Regions from separate parts of the Mus musculus genome. Here region 2 is linked to region 1. Evidence: chromatin contacts called from public promoter capture Hi-C data. All regions are on one chromosome and are shown on one strand. Each heading gives the region's core, a stretch centred on a gene start, on an enhancer-like site or on the middle of the called end of the contact. The rest is flanking DNA. Distances are from core to core; before and after follow the strand shown.

Region 1 (3,235 bases), core at 399-2,898:
GGTGGGGTGAGTACAGGTTACTGTGGAGAAGTGTCTGAGGGACAGGCCAAGCAAGTCGGAATTTGTTTGCTCTTAGAACTGGGTTGGTACTGGTCCTGTAACTAAAGCACTGGTGCCTTAGGTACCACAGGGAAGGGGGTGTGGTGGCTGTACACTCTCGGCCCTACAGACCCAATTTAGTGCTGCTCTGCACTTCCAGGGTTGGGCTCCGAGGGCCTGCCCCCCTTCCTGCCTAAGTCTGGCTAGGGGCGTGGTACAGGGAGAGCCCTGCCGCAGTGAGCTGGCTGAGCTGGCCTCAGGGAAGGCTTTGGGGACTGTTGGCTGAGCCTTCAGAGTTTCCACCCGCCACCGGTCTGTGTCTGTATGTTTGGAGTCTGCTGGGGCACCATGGCGACAGCCCATAAACCCGCCCCACGCACTGCTTTGTTGGCTGCCCGCCTGCCTCTGGCCAGCGCCTCCCACCGCAGGATCCCCCGCCTCCGCCCTATTTATAATCAGTTCCTGGGGTTGCAGTGCTTGGTGGGAATGGGTGTGTCCATTCAGGGAGAGCCTTAATGGCATGGGGGGTTTGGTGCGGCACCACAGGGAGAGTTGGAGTATTGGGTGGTGGCACCCAGCACAGGCTACATGCGTGTGGGACCCTCGGTTGTGAGGGCCCAGCAGAGGTGACAGCTGTGCTAGGCAGCCCTTAGGGCATGAGCTCAGTCCTCTTCCTTTCACTTCAGTTCCTGCTGGTGTCCTCGTGTCCTCTCCACAGCACCTGCCCCTCCGGCCACAAGTGGACACTCAGGCTGCCTGGGGGTAGGGAATTTTTGGATGTCAGGGCCACCAAGCCTGGGGTGTTAGGGACTTGGTGACTTTGATTCCCTATGGCAGCTGGGAGTCCCTGGCGTCCAACAGCTGCACTGAAGGTGTGGGAGGAAAGAGGCCTCACCCAGAGCTCTCTTCAGAGGTCTTGGACTGGAAAGTGGCTTTGTTTCTGGACCCACCCTAATCTAGCCTGTCGTGGAAGTGTTACGTTCCATGGTCATCTGGTGAGAGGGGCACAGTACTGTCCCTTTCCTTTTCTGATGGACAGCGGCAGTGGTGCCTGCCGCCAACTGTCTGTGCGTCCTGGCAGCTCCTCCCACTCTTCTCCTTCAGGTCTCTGGCCACCACCACACCCCAGATTCTTCTCCATACCCTAATCTTCCTCCCTTGGATTCTTTTAGTTTTCTACTTTGCGCAACCCCTCCTTTAGATAGCTATGGACAGATGATACCTCACCTCACCCTGAGATCACAGTGAGGGGGTGCTGTCCTTATGAGGACCCTCCTGCTCTCTCTGCTCCCTGTTTTCTGCCCATCTGTTCTCTTCTGAGGGGGGCGGGGTTGATTCTTGATCCATATTACACTCCGTCCTGCCTTCACACAGTCTTGAGAACCTTGAACAAGTGTTTTAGAAACACATGTAATTTCTGACATTGGAGCTATGTGGCCCGGGTGGGGAGGGGCAGTTTATTGGTGCCCCCCACTCTTCAAGGGGCCCCCGCCAGTAGTGGGTGGGAGGGACCGGCCCTGCTGCTGAGTCAGAGGGGGCCGGCCCAGGCGTCCTGGAGGGCGGGCAGGCGGGAGGCTCAGACAGGCAGCCTTGCCGGCGCAGGAATTCACAGAGCAAGGCTCTGGAGCCGCACTGCCCCTGAGCCTGCGCCCTTGTGCTTAGAACCGGAGCCTGCCTGCCTGTTTGCCAGTGGCCCCTGCTGCATCTTGTGCCAAAGGAGCTTCATCAGCCTCCTGGCTGTGCCCCACCTGCTGTCCTCACCCTGTGCTGACCGGCAGGCTTCCAGCAGCCATGGTGGCTGGCATGCTCATGCCGCTGGACCGGCTACGGGCCATCTATGAGGTGCTCTTCCGTGAGGGGGTGATGGTTGCCAAGAAGGACCGGCGACCCCGCAGCCTGCATCCCCATGTGCCCGGCGTCACCAATCTACAGGTCATGCGTGCCATGGCTTCACTGAAAGCTCGGGGCCTGGTGCGGGAGACCTTTGCCTGGTGCCACTTCTACTGGTACCTGACCAACGAGGGCATTGACCACCTACGCCAGTACTTACACCTGCCACCGGAGATTGTACCTGCCTCTCTGCAGCGTGTGCGCCGCCCTGTCGCCATGGTGATACCTGCACGTCGTCGCTCCCCCCATGTGCAGACCATGCAAGGTCCCCTAGGCTGCCCACCAAAGAGGGGGCCTCTGCCAGCTGAGGACCCTGCCCGTGAGGAGCGGCAGGTCTATCGCAGGAAGGAGCGTGAGGAGGGGGCACCTGAAACCCCTGTGGTGTCTGCCACCACCGTGGGGACCCTGGCCAGACCAGGTCCGGAGCCTGCCCCAGCCACAGGTCAGCTGAATTTTGGCTCCAGGCCGTGAGGGATGGGAAGTGACTGTAGGTGTTTTTGGTGTTGGGACTTAGGTCTGGTGGGCTCTGGGGGGCAGTACATTGTGTGTATGGTTCTGTTCATATCAGCAGGTGGCGCCCTTTCTGCTGGAGGGTGATGGGTGTTCTAGCCAGTGGACCCACGTGGCTTGTGCTCCTCTGGGTAAATCCTGGTGAGGGCGGGGCCTGAACGCCCCAAGACTGGCAGGACCAGCTGTTGGCATAGTCGTGTTTGTACCCCTCTCAGGCACTGTCCTTGCCCTTGCCCCCACCTCCTTCCCCCACCCTTTAGGGGCCCCTCTTTTCAGAAGTGGGCGTGTAGAGAAGATCTGCTGGCATGAGACTGACTCAGGCAAACCGCTTGTCCACTGAGGCTTGAGTCTGTCTTCCCCTATGGCCAAGTGGCTAAGATTCTGTATTACATGAGCAGTACTGAGGGCCCCCATGACTGGGTGCTTGGCCTGCTGGGAGTTGGCCATGATCTGGAGGTGGAGCGGCTCTAGATGAGATGGGAAGAAGGGCACAGCTCAGGAGCACTGCCTAGGAGGGCAGAGGTCAGGGCATTGGGATGCTGACCCAGCCCATGGTCTGGGTGAGGGTCTGGTTCCCCCCAGCTGGGAACCAGGTCTTAGAGGATGGGACAACAACCCATTGGCCCAGGGGTTTCCAGAAGGTACCCCCTCTGCCCTTAAGCCCTTATACCATCAGGACTCGGATAGGCTTATGTGTTCTCGGTGTGTGTGATGCCTGTGCAGGCTCTCCTGAGGCACATTGTCCTCAATGCCTGCTGAGGGCATCCCAGGACCTCCAGCAGTATCCATGTATTGC
Region 2 (3,177 bases), core at 344-2,843, 64 kb before region 1:
CTGAAATAGTCCAAGGCTTGCTTTCTTTCTTCTCTCTCTCTTTCTTTCTCTCTCTTTCTTTCTTTCTTTAGCTCTGGCTGTCCTGGAACTCACTTTGTAGACCAGGCTGGCCTCGAACTCAGAACTCCACCTGCCTCTGCCTCCCAAGTGCTGGGATTAAAGGCGTCACTACCATCACCCTGCTTTTCTTATTTATTTTATGTGTATGAGTATTTTGTCTGCAAGTATGTCTATGCATGACATGTGCCTGGTACCTAAGGATTCCAGAAAATAGTGTCAGGGATTGGAGTTACAGATGGTTGTAAGCTGCCATGTGGGTGCTGGAAATCAAACCCAGGTCCTCTGCAAGAGCACAAGGCTCTTAACTACTGAACCATTTCTCCAGGCCCAAGAATTTAAAAAATAAACCTAAAAGCCAGATATGGTTGCATGCAGTCTGTACTCTGGAGGCTGACATAGAGAGATACCCACTTAGAGGCCAACTTGGGCTACATATTGATTTCAAGACCAGGCTAGGCTATATAGTAAGATCCTGTTTCAAAATCACAAGGGCGAGGGAGATGGCTCAACGCACAGAAACACTTAATGCAAGCATGGAGACCTGATTTGAGTCATGGAAACCTATGTAAAAGCCAGACGTGGTGGCATGTGTCTATCAAAAGCAGAACCTAGGGCATCCCCCATAAGCCACAGACTGGGTAGCCTAGAGTATACAGTGCAGTGGCAGAAACAAGAGCAACCCTGACTCTAACAAGATGAAGACAAGGCCCAGCACATGTATCTGACTGACACATGTATCATGGCATGCACATGCCCTCAATACAAATTCATACACAAATACATACTTACATGATGAATTAAAAAGGAGTAAAATCTAAGGCCTGAAGTAGGAAGCTGATATCTAGCTTGTTAGCCTATCGAACTTCTTAAATGTTATACCTCTTCAATGCATATTATTTTTGTCACCCTGACTGGTGGTTGTTGGTGGTGGTGGTGTGTGGTGGTGGTGGTGGTGTTTTTTTTGTTGTTGTTGTTTTGTTTTGTTTTTTTGAGGGGAGGAGTGGGGATGACAAGGTTTCTTTGTGTAGCCCTGGCTGTCCCAGAGCTCCTCCGTAGACCAAGGTGGCCTTGAACTCAGAGATCTTCTGTTGGGATTAAAGGCATGTGTCACCACCACCCCACTTTTTTTGTTGGTTCTTGTTTTCATCCTGCCTGTTATCGCAGTTATTAATGACACGACATTTAAAAATGGAGTTGCACCGGTGCTTATGAGCATTGCTAGGGCTGTGTAGCATGCCCGCTACAGCCAGGCGTACTGGTAGGAAATCCAGCCAGAGAGGAGCAGGCGAGGAATGGATACTGCCCGGAAGGACTTCAACCTCTTAGTACAAGGGTTCAAGTTCTCAACCAGAAGTTAGTCTAGTTAGGGATTAACTGCTGTCTTTTCTTTTCTTTTTGAGACAGTGTCTTGTGTAATCAGGCCGGTCTTCACATCACTGTGTAGTGAGAATGACTTTGCATATCTGATCGTCTTGCTTCTGGCTTGTGCAATTGCGCCCAGTTTTACGGTTAGAGATCAAACCCAGGGCTCCATTCGTGCTAAGCAAGCAACCCTACCAACTGCGCTCCATCCCCAACCCCTGGTGAGACTATTTCCAGGGATTAATTAGGTCTTCAGGATCCTTAGAAGCTATTTTCACTCAGAGTGCTCTCTCGCACTCACTCTGAGGGCTGCAGTAGGTGGATTGCCCGAGGGTGGAGGGGCAGGGCTTGAAGCCTGAAGCCTGAGCCCAGGAGTTGCAGTGATTGCTGTGAGTCAGGATGTAAATAACCAACTTGGCTTTGGGAGCTCAGGAAGAGAGAGACTCAGGGAGGGTTATTATTCCCAAATGCCGCGCAGAGGTGGAGAAGGCACTTAGGATGGTATTCATAACCTTTCCAGAACAGCTTTGTTGGGGGGTCCACTGCCAGATTGTAGAAGGTCTAAACAGGCAGAGCAAAGTCCTCCTCTTAGATAAGAGAGATGTCATGGCTCCTCGGGAACAGAGGGAGAAGGGCAGGCCGGGAGGGTAAGATGGTCTGTGACTGAGGGCGGGTCGCTGTAGGGGTGGATAGGCAGTAAGCACTCACGGAAAATCATGGACAGGAAAGAACACAGCCTCTAGGACAGGAAGGCTTGTATAGGGAGGGACATGGATATTATTACTACTACTAGTGTTTCCTCTTCTGGGTACACGTAGAATCTGTATCAGCTGTAGCATCTACAGTCACGCCCTGGGAGCTTGCTACTCTCAGAAGCTCTCCCCCTGGACCACTCTTTGCACCCAGCTTCCTGCCTTTTCAGCACTCCCTTCCTATTGCTATACTCAGCCTTGTAGCCTCTGTCATCCCTTGGTGTCTGAATGCCACCTCCCTCTAACCCCATCCCTATCCCTGGGCTCAGTGAGGGTCAACAGTTCAACTGCATTCCCGTGAACGCTTGCAACCCCGCTGGATTCTCTTCTCTCATCCTGCTCTGGATAGCTCTAGCCCCAGGGCTTCTATCACACGCTAACAAACCCTACATCTCAACTTTAGATCCTGGCTTCTCCCCCTCAGCTTCCTTCTGGCTGTCACAAAATGGAGAGAATGAGCCTGTGCTGATGGTGGGAACTGGAAAAGGCGGAAGACAAGGGAAGACAGGGATGTGGAGACTGGGAGTAGGTGGGTGGGGTGGGGGTTGGTAGCCTATTGGACTTGGCGGGGAGAAGATTTGGATTCCAGAGCTGGGCAGGTTTTAGATGCTGATGCTGCTTGGAAGTTAGGTTGAAGGGAATGTAGGTAGGAAGCTCCTATGGGGAGATATTATGGGGCCTAGGTTGGCCTTTCATCCAATGGTCCTATGTTCTCATCCTGCCTCTGTCTGTTGAGGCCAATGTCCTCTGTTTGTTTGTTACTATCTAAGCCCTTTCTCCACAATTTCTTCAGACCCCAGCATCCTGGCTCTTCCTTCCTCTGTGCAGCTCCTCCATCCTTCCCTCCCCGCTGTCCTTATACCCAGGCCTCTTATAGTTACCCTGATGTTGGGGAGGGCCTGCCGCTGCCTCACCAAGCCCTCCGGTGAACCCGCTGATGCAGAGGCCACCTGCCTGAGTCTTGATCGCAGACTTGAGCTCCTGATTCTCCCGAATGAGCCGT

The links. Capture Hi-C pulls out chosen DNA fragments and counts their contacts.
Region 2: a contact with region 1 is called in a promoter capture Hi-C map of adipose tissue. The contact joins the promoter of Mirt2 here to the promoter of Plec in region 1. A contact is called at or near these places in 4 of 39 promoter capture datasets (cranial neural crest, embryonic stem cells, macrophages and 1 more), 1 of 15 datasets of contacts at CTCF or cohesin (CD8 T cells), 5 of 484 Hi-C or Micro-C datasets (Th1 cells, liver, macrophages and 2 more), 8 of 115 datasets of contacts at active chromatin or transcription factors (CD8 T cells, the HPC-7 cell line, the SCID.adh cell line and 4 more) and 3 of 9 other capture datasets (adipose tissue, liver and pancreatic islet).

What each region holds. Positions count from the first base shown.
Region 1 is chr15:76,204,734-76,207,968 of GRCm38.p6, reverse strand. Plec (plectin) reads left to right here and starts at 1,648. Exons shown (of 33, transcript NM_001163540.1): 1 at 1,648-2,371. The coding sequence starts at 1,831.
Region 2 is chr15:76,268,255-76,271,431 of GRCm38.p6, reverse strand. Mirt2 (myocardial infraction associated transcript 2) reads left to right here and starts at 1,593. Exons shown (of 3, transcript NR_045747.1): 1 at 1,593-1,643; 2 at 3,041-3,177. It overlaps Spatc1 (spermatogenesis and centriole associated 1), which reads right to left. Exons shown (of 5, transcript NM_028852.1): 1 at 3,056-3,177.